Linked DNA regions of Sus scrofa: all the other regions are linked to region 1. A link is a contact called in public Hi-C and HiChIP or PLAC-seq data. All regions are on one chromosome and are shown on one strand. The core of a region is the stretch at or near the end of the contact, and the rest is flanking DNA. Distances in the headings are between cores, read along the strand shown. Region 1 holds the start of G6PD (glucose-6-phosphate 1-dehydrogenase). Region 2 holds the start of FUNDC2 (FUN14 domain containing 2). Region 3 has its middle 14 kb from the start of IRAK1.

Evidence for each region. Hi-C and Micro-C count contacts between places; a contact is called where the count stands out from the background. HiChIP or PLAC-seq counts read pairs in DNA pulled down with a chosen protein or histone mark.
Region 2: an H3K27ac HiChIP or PLAC-seq map of alveolar macrophages shows a contact between it and region 1. The contact joins the promoter of FUNDC2 here to the promoter of G6PD in region 1.
Region 3: a contact with region 1 is called in a Hi-C map of retroperitoneal adipose tissue, with 3 times the contacts expected there. The contact joins the enhancer-like site here to the promoter of G6PD in region 1. A contact is called at or near these places in 3 of 47 Hi-C or Micro-C datasets (retroperitoneal adipose tissue, skeletal muscle and subcutaneous adipose tissue) and 2 of 2 datasets of contacts at active chromatin or transcription factors (alveolar macrophages and skeletal muscle).

What each region holds. Positions count from the first base shown.
Region 1 is chrX:125,039,471-125,042,534 of Sscrofa11.1, reverse strand. It overlaps G6PD (glucose-6-phosphate 1-dehydrogenase), which reads left to right and starts at 1,495. Exons shown (of 13, transcript XM_021080744.1): 1 at 1,495-1,959; 2 at 2,785-2,912. The coding sequence starts at 1,848. It also overlaps a transcript of IKBKG not described here.
Region 2 is chrX:125,352,060-125,355,289 of Sscrofa11.1, reverse strand. It overlaps FUNDC2 (FUN14 domain containing 2), which reads right to left and starts at 1,258. Exons shown (of 5, transcript NM_213743.1): 1 at 1,126-1,258. The coding sequence starts at 1,258.
Region 3 is chrX:124,709,695-124,712,612 of Sscrofa11.1, reverse strand. No RefSeq gene overlaps it. Among named protein-coding and RNA genes, the nearest start is that of IRAK1, 14 kb to the left of the region's middle. Within about 2 kb of position 1,297, at least 39 of the 83 cell types and tissues checked have an H3K27ac peak or open chromatin away from gene starts, as enhancers often do. A contact at or near this core is called in alveolar macrophages, retroperitoneal adipose tissue, skeletal muscle and 1 more, where this site is marked.

The DNA of each region.
Region 1 (3,064 bases), core at 246-2,745:
AGCTCTGATTGGACCCCTAGCCTGGGAACCTCCATATGCCCGGGAGCGGTCCAAGAAATGGCAAAAAGACAAAAAAAAAAAAAAAAAAAAAAAAAAAAAAAAAAACACTGAGCAACACAGAGAAACAGCTCACAAGAAACCACATATTATGAGTCCATTTATGTGAACTATCCAGAATAGGCAAACATAGAGAGATGGAAAGACTAATAGATGCTTAGAACTGAAGTAGATAAGGTGATGGGTTGATGAAAATGTTCGAGAATGAATGGTGATGGTTGTGCAGGTGTGTGAATATACTGAAAAGCAGTGAATTGTTCACTTTCAATGGGTGAATTGTGTGGTATGTGAATTATATGTCAATAAAGCTATTTTTGAAAATAAGAGATTATGAGGGGTATAAATTAAGCAAAGGTAGCAACAGGTTGATAACTGTTGACGCTGGGAGGTGGGTACCTTGGGTTTATACTATCCTTTCTACTTTTGCACATCTTTGGTATTTTTCACAATAAAACGATCCGAGCCCCATCATCTCTCACCTGGATAACTGCAATAACCTCCTAGCAGATCACCTTGCTCCAACCCTTGCCCCCTACGTACAGTCTGTTCTACCCACCGCGCCAGAACAATCAGACCAAAAGGTAATTCCTACCACGTCTCTCCTCTATCCAGATCCCTACCATAGTTCCTCATGGCCCTCCGCCAAAAAGCCACAACCCGTACAACAAGATAGTAGGCCGTGCACTATCTGGTCCCCCATTGCTTCCTCTCTAACTATTCCCCCCTCGCTCACTCTATTCCAGGTATAGTGGCCTCCTTATGGCCCATTCATCCTCAAGTCACAGAACTGATATGAGGTCCGGCAGACATTAACCGTTGTGCAAAGTGAGCAAAATGAAGCGCATGAGGAAAGATGCTTAGCTGTCAAATTACCCTTGAGGCTTTTTTAAAGAACTTAACAACTTCAAATGTAGTCAAGTTCGATGAACAGAAAATGTCTCCGAAGTAGAATAGTCATCCACGAACTAGGGGTGTGGTCAGACTCCGCCGCGGCAGAGGAAGGAGAGGCGAAAACTGCCCCGCTCGTCGCCAGAGTAACCTGGGTCCTGAATTGGCCAGCCTCGGCGGGTGATCTAGAAGCGGGCGGCAGAACCGGGCCGGGGCCCAATAGGAGGGGAAAGCCTGGTCGTCCAGGGGGGGTCTCGGAGGTGGCGGAACGCCCACCAATAGTACCCTATCTTCGGAGAAGAGGACCACACCTGTCAGCAGAGTCGGTCCGACGTGAGAAGGGCGGGAGCGGCGGGTCCCGAGCGCTCCTCGGACCCCGGCGCTCGGAGAAAGTTCGGGTTCCGCGGTCGCCCTTCCCTTCTCGGGCTGCCAAATTCCCATTTCCTGCTTCCGGTGTCGTAGCTGTGGGATCCGGAAGTAAAACACTCACACTCCGCCCCCACCCCGCCCCCAGCAGGCCCGCGAGAGGCGCGAGGGAGACTTGTCCCCAGACGGAAGCCCGAGCGTACCAGGCTCGGCTGGCCCGTAGGACACTCTTCAATAATATGCGTCGCGACCCGCATTTCCCCTTGTCTCTCCGGCGGCGGCATCCAGCGAGCGGCAGGTCGGCTGCCCCGCCCCCACTAGGGGAGGAGCCACGACGAGGCTATCATGTGATAGGGCCAGTTTGATCGGAGTCGACGACCCGTCCAGTGAGGGGGCGAGGCTAAAGAGGGCCCCGCCTACAAGTGGGGTCGAGGGGCGTGACCACGCTGCCGGCGGAAGTGGAGCCCTTCTTGAGGGCGCAGGACAACCCCGGGCTGACGAGAAAGCCAGACTGTAGGGGCGGGGCCAGGCCAGGGATGGGAACGCGGGCGAGCTGTGGGGAGCTGCACACGGACTCGCGAAGCATCGGGGACACGGCGCAGCGGCGGCGAGGACAGCAGGGGGCCCGCAGCCCGGCGGCCGGCGCAGGTGCTCAAGGGGCGGAGCGGGTCAGGCCGGCAGGCCTCGCGCGGGAGCGGGGGGGGGGGGGTCCCACCGGCCCGAGATGCGCGCGCACCTGCCTCGCCCCGCCTCTCGGGGGAGGGGCACACGGAGGCCCCGCCCGCGCGCCTCGCCTGAGGCTGGTCAGCTCAGACCAGGTGCCCGCCCCCGCCAGTTAAATGGGCAGGCGGGGCGCAGCCCCAGGAAACTGCCGGGAACTCCGGGGCTGCGAGCGCGAAGGGCAGCAGCGGTGAAGCACAGGTAACTGAGTGGGCGAACGCTTTGATTTGCCACGCTTGGGAAGGGGGCAAAATCGAGAGGGTGTTAACTGATCTAACCGTCCCCTGCATACCCCCATTGGGCCCCTGAGGGGACCCCGAGAGGGGCGGGGATTGGCCGGGGTCTCCCAGCGGTGGTGGAGGAGGACTAGATCTACACTGTCAGCTGCTTGATCTAACTTGCTCCAGCTCATTGAGGAGCTTCCGCCTGAATCCTTGGTGAGATGGCCTTAGCAGGTGGTCCGATGTTCCAGCTTGGTGTTACTCCCCCAGAGCTGAGGCCCTCGTTGGAGTCCACTAATGCTTAGAGTAATGTTGTAATGTACACGCTGAAAGAAGGCTGTCTGGAGAGTATGACCAGAGCCAGCAGTTTCTCATCCCCCAACCATCCTGCTCGCAGCCATTCCCACCAAGTGGTTTCAGTAATCAGGCATCAGCTGGACGAGAGCCCAAAGGACTCCTCCAGAAAGGGGCCAGCCAGCTTCTCAGTGCTTTCCGGTTCTCCTGCCTCATCAATAAGTTTTTTTTCCTCCAGAGAGTACCATGGCAGAGCAGGTGGCTCTGAGCCGGACCCAAGTGTGCGGGATCCTGCGGGAAGAGCTGTACCAGGGCGATGCTTTCCATCAGTCGGATACACATATCTTTATCATCATGGGAGCATCGGTGAGTCTCCCCCAGGCCCCACATCTTAAATGCAGCAGACTTAGAGCAGGACATGGCTTAGGTCCCTTCCCTCTCCGTGCCTGGGCTCGCCCACCTGCTTGTTATAGGGCCTCTCCAGCTCTGCTTGGCTGGGCTCTCCCTCCTGCTCTTGC
Region 2 (3,230 bases), core at 9-2,508, 310 kb before region 1:
TGTGGCCGTGGTGTAGGCCGGCGGCTACAGCCCCCATTGGACCTCTAGCCCGTAAACTTCCATATGCTGCGGTTGCGTCCCCAAAATGACAAAAAAAAAAAAATTTCTCCTAACAATTTCTGAGGTGTAAATATCTGATCAACCTATACGTTTTACCTAACTGAAGTCAGTCTGCTCTGCAGGAAAATAATTACATTGCACATTTCAACACCTTAGAGTCACCTGAATCCAGCGGTGTCCAGGTAAATGTTTACCAACCACGCTGGGGTGGGAGAAGGGCTGTTTAGTAGTCTATACCAATTTCGAGGTTGTATCTCTCACCCTGAGCGTGACATCACTAAATTGTGACATCGCTGAACGCAGAGTTGGGAAGAGAGCGAGTGTACGATGCTGTTATTTCCACCACAACGAACAGATTAAATAACCTCAAGAGCAAAACATGGCAAATAATAAGGAAGTAGAGTTTTGATAATTTTCACTTTGTTTTTAACATAAGTTATGTAATCCTAAATTATATAATTGAGTTTTCGATGACGGCTCTGTTTAGCAATCAGACCTTGTGAGCCGGGTACCGAAGTGAATGTAATCTGAAGCATTCGGCGAAGTGGGATAAGCAGCACGACAGGAAGCCGTGCGTCGCATCACAGGGACTCTGACTAAGCGGACCAAACAAAAGACGATGCGAAGTACCGCACCATGTGGACGACTCTTTCAAACCCATCGCAAGCGCAAGCAGAGGCGCCTTGCATAAGAAAGACGCTGGCCAGATGTTTGAGAAGACAGTCCAAAGGGACAAAGCTGTCTTAGTCTCAAGGTGCCGGACTGCTTCCGAAAACAGGAACAAAATGTCTCCGCGCCCAGGCTGCCGTGGGCGGTGCCGGAAGGCTGGGCGAGCCCGACTGGAGACCACACCCCGGAGCAGTTCGGCTCCAGCCGGGGAAGTGACCTTGGCCGGACCTTGGGGGCAGCTGGGCTAGGGACGAGCCCCGGGCGCCCTACCCGCCCCGGCGCCGCTCAGGTTCCCAGGGGAGCTCTGCCGGGACTAGTGGGCGCGGAGCCCTTCCCCTTCCGGAGCCCGGGAAGGCGGCTCCTTGCGGCGCCGAAAGCGCGCGCGCCCTCCCTTACCTTGACTGGCTGCGGCCATTTCGGCGAGCTGGTCTCGCGATGACACCCGCAGGGGCTCCGCGCGGCAGGACGCAAAGTACCGCGCCGCCGTCGGCGCCGGCTGGCTTCCGGCACGTGGGGAAGATGTTTCCATTCCCACGGCGGCGGCGGAAGAGGGCGGGCCGCCTACGGGGCGGCCCCGCCCCTTGCCCGCGCGCAGCCGCGTCACAAGACTCAGCGGGCGGCGTCACAACCCCCCCTCCCGGCAGCCCCGCTGGGACGCGCGTGCGCAGAGAGCCTCCCTGGACGGAGCTGCTGGCCTCCGTGTGCGGGGTTTGCCGGCTTTTGCCTCCAAGGCAGGTCTTCGGCCGCGGCCAGCGGACACCCTCTAACTAGCAAAGACTGTCTTACTCCTTACTTTACTAAAAATAAAGAAAGCTGACGTGTTTGTTTGTTCCTACAAACATTGATCAAATATCACTGCCTGGTACGTGTTCTACTAGAAGAGGACATTTAAAAAATGTAGCGATCGCAATAACCACGGAGAGTACTAAGAAAGAAAGAGCTTAGGACGGTTCTCAGAGCTTTCTTTCTGAAAGGCTCTTCCCGGGTTAAAATGCTCAGTTTGGCTTGAATAAAATTTTCCATTTCTTATAAAAAAAAAAAAAAGAGCTTGCTTGCCGGCGGCTGCCCGCCCACCGCTAAACTACACCTCTAGCTGCTGCTCCACCCCAGTTCGTGGCAACTTCACCATCCCCAAAATCTCGCTGTTATTCTGAACGGCTCTCTCCCAATCTCTCTCTCTCAGCCCGCAAATGCAATTCCTTAGTAACCAGCATCAGGGCCAGCTTCAGCTTCACAGTGAATCCAGCCATTTTCACCCCTCCACTGCTACCGTCCTAGTCCCAAATCGCTGCTAGGATTCTCCGTTAACAGGTCGACCTGCTCCGACACTCCCACTGCTGAAGTCTATTCTCTCAGATGTGTCCAGAAAGCTCAGGACCCTCCTCTAACTCAGAACTCTTCCGTGGCTCCCCACAGCCCTCAAGGTAGAAGGCAGAAGCCTTTGCTGAGACATCACCTTCTCAGTGAGACTTTGCATGACGATCCTCATTTAAAATTGCAACTGGAGTTCCCTTTGTGGCTCAAAGGAAACCTACCCGACTAGTATCCACGAGTACGGGGTTCGAACCCTGGCCTCGCTCAGTGGGTTAAAGATCCGGTATTGCCATGAGCTGTGGTGTAGGTCGCAGAAGTGGCTGGGATCTGGTGTTGCTGTAGCTGTGGTGTAGGCCTGCAGCTGTAGCTCGGATTCGACCCCTAGCCTGGGAACTTCCATATGCGGTAAGTGTGGCCCTAAAAAGCAAAAAAATAAAATAAAATTGCAACCTGGTACACCCCTCCTTTCCCTTCCTTCTACTTTTGTTCCTCTTGTGCAGAGCCCTTATTTGCATCTAACACACATAAGTTACTCAAGTATTACAGGTATTGCTTATTGTCTCTCAGTTGTTTACATTTTTCACTGCTGTGCACCAGTGCCTAGGACAGCATCGGGCTAGGCCAAATGTGTGGTTGTGTACTCTTTGGCAAACCATTTAACCTCTCTGCCCCTCAGATGATTCATCTGTGCTCACTTGGCAGTCTCGTTGTGAGGGTTAAATTACATAAGGTGTAAAGCATCCAACGGAGAATCATCACTCGGGGTTGTGACTATCTGTCTACCTTTGTCTCCCCGCCTGCACCATGACTCCCAGAAAGCAGGAACTGGGTTTTATTCATCTCTGAAGCATGGGAGGATGGTGTAAGGGTGGGGAGCATGACTTCTGGAGCCAACTCAAATGGGTTTGAGTGCTACAAACTGTGTGACTACAACCAAGTTGGCTAACCTCTCTGTGCTTTGGTTTCATCAATCACCTATGCAATGAAGACAAGAATTCCAGCTGCATTCGAAAAGCGCTTAGAACAGAGCCTGGAGTATATTACATGCCAGCTATTATCCAGCCAAACTGGTACCTGGCAGAGAGAACGTCTCAGCAAATGTTTAATCAAAGGGGCTTCTTCCTGATTGTTTGCAAGCTGGCCCACACCTTGCCAGCTGCTCCCAAACACGTTCTTATCCATGCAGA
Region 3 (2,918 bases), core at 48-2,547, 330 kb after region 1:
GGTTCTTCTCTGCCTTTGCTGCTTATTCTCTGGCGCATTCAAATGGTTCTTAAAAAATATACATTTTGGAGTTCCTGTGGTGGCTCAACGAGTTAAGAACCCGACTAGGATCCACGAGGATGTGGATTCGATCCCTGGCCTCTCTCCGCGGGTTAAGGATCTGATGTGGCCGTGAGCTGTGGTGTGGGTCGCAGATGCAGCTCAGATCTGGCGTTGCTGTGGCTGTGGTGTAGGCCGGCAGCTGCAGCTCGGATTCGGCCCCTACCCTGGGAACGTCCTTATGCCGCCTGTGCGGCCCTAAAAACACTCCAGAAATGTACATCTTGTCCAACTTCTTTGGCTACAGAAGACAATAGCGCACGCTGCTGGGGCGGGGGCGGGGGGGACGCGGGGCCGCCCTTGCGGAAGTACTTTGTCAGACCCTCGAAGTGTTACTCCTAAGTCCCCTATCGCCTGGCAGTTCCACTCCTAGAGAAAGTGCCACAGCCCCGGGGAACTGGCACACGAGCGTCCGTTCGGCCCTGCTCGTGGAACACTTGTGAGCACGTTTTCAGTGAATTAGTCTGATATGCTCTATCAGCCGTGGCCAGAGTCAGAAGTCACCAGAAGTTCTGCTTGACTCCTCCCGCTCCTCCCTCACCGCCCCCAACCCCAGTGAACCGACACGTCTTATCTTCTTCAAATTGTAGGCTTCTGCCCTGCCTTGGCCCAGGCCACCATCAGCCCTGTCACAGCCCTCTGGCCTCGTGTCCTGCCACTCGGGTCTCTCAGATGTCAAACTGTGCCGTCCCTGCATCCTCGGCTGGGCCAGATCCGCCAGGATGAAGTGACCGCCAGCCTCCGTCCGTCAGCTGTGCCCTCTGTTGAGTGGCCTTTTTGCTGGGCTTGTGGGCTGCAGGCCGCCGGTTGCTATGGCAACCCCGAGGAAGCCTTGGGAAAGGAAGCTCGCTTTACACCGTCAGCGGGAGGGTTGAGGATGCCGCACCCGGAATGAGCCGAGGCTGCGTGTTAGGTCGAGCCAAAGGCAGGCTGGCAGGAGAAGGGGGACCCATGGTCTCCTAGGGACGGGACGGCAGAGGAACAGCGCTCGGCTACTGGCACATCCGAAGAGAGGGCTGGCCTGTCCTGTCACCCTTCGTTTTTTGATCATCACGCCAGATCGCGAAGGCGACCTCCGAAACACTCCGTCGTCGCAATTGTTTTCCAGGGAGTGGAGACCTCCCCCCCTTCCCCGCCCGCCCCCGGGGCTGGGTTTTCTGCTGAGTCACTGCCTAATGGCTCCCCGAGATAACTGTGTCCCCGGCGCTTAGCCTGTTTCTAAGGCAACCCGTGAGCAGGCTGGGAGTGAAGCCAACCTGGGATCAGGAGTCCCATTCCGAGCCACCGTGTGGTCATTTTTTCCCCCTAGCCAGAACATCTTTAGAGTCCGTTTTTTAAAAATCAAGCCTTTCCTGGAAAAAACCAAACCAAACCCCCCCCCAAAGTCGTGCTCCTTACAAAGAAACCCCAACGTTACACACATGTAGTGCACAAGGGGGGACAAAGCCCTTCTCACTCTCCTCCCTGAAGTCCCCTCTCGAGAGCAGAGAACAGCCACGCAAACCCCCACCGTCCATGTCCGGGGACCCAGCCCGCGCTCCCGCACCAAGCACTGCGCGTGAGGCCGCGCCCCGGTGCGCACGCCAACCCCGCTCTCGTTCCTCTGCAGAGCTGCAGAGTAGCTGGGGATGGTCGCCGTCAACAATCCTGTGTCCTTGCTCGTGGATTCGCACACAGTTAGGCAAGGGTATTTTTCTTTTCTCTCTTTTTTTTTTTTTTGGCATTTCTTGGGCCGCTCCCGTGGCATATGGAGGTTCCCAGGCTAGGGGTCCAAGCTGCCGGCCTACACCAGAGCCCCAGCAACGCGGGATCCGAGCCGCGTCTGCAACCACACCACAGCTCACGGCAACGCCGGATCCTTAACCCACTGAGCAAGGCCAGGGATCGACCCCGCAACCTCACGGTTCCTCGTCGGATTTGTTAACCACTGCACCACAATGGGAACTCCGCAATGGTATATTTCAAGCGAGGTCCTTAGGAGCTGGGGTCTCATTTCGGTACCTCATTCCCATGGAGGTACCCAGAGTTGGGTATTGGCCAAAGTTTCCGCTTTTGCAAATCTAATCAGTGAAAAAGCCTATCTTTCATTTTATTTCCATTTCTTCAGTATGAGTGAGTTTGGATGTTCCTTTGTCTTCACCGGCCTGTGGTCACACCCGTGGTCAGATTTCCACCGACCTCTGGGTCTCGTTCTTTCCATATACGGGATCATAACTCTTGGGTTCTCCTTATGTGTTACATGTATTCTATCCTCGTCTGCGACGCGTCTTTAACTTTGTTCCTGGTCCTTTACATTAAAAAGTGTGCTATTCTTCACCCGTCAGAATGGCCATCGTCAAAAAGACCACAAATAGGAGTTCCCGTCGTGGTGCAGCAGAAATGAATCCGACTAGGAACCATGAGGTTGCGGGTTCCATCCCTGGCCTCGCTCAGTGGGTTGAGGATCCGGCGTTGCCATGAGCCGTGGTGTAGGTCACAGGCTCGGCTTGGATCCTGGATTGCTGTGCCTGTGGTGTAGGCTGGCAGCTGCAGCTCCGATTTGACTCCCAGCCTGAGAACTTCCATATGCTGCAGGTGTGGCCCCAAAATGAAAAAAAAAAAAAAAAGTTGGCGAGAATCTGGAGAAAAGGAAACCCTAGTACACTCTTGGTGGGAATGTGTGGAGGTTTCTTAAAAAACTAAAAACAGAACCACTGTATAATCCAGCAATCCCACTCCTGGGCATCTATCCAGAAGAGATGAAAACTCTAATTTAAAAAGATTTGTGAACCCCAATGTTCACTGCAGCCCTGCTCCCAATAGCCAAGACATGGAAACAG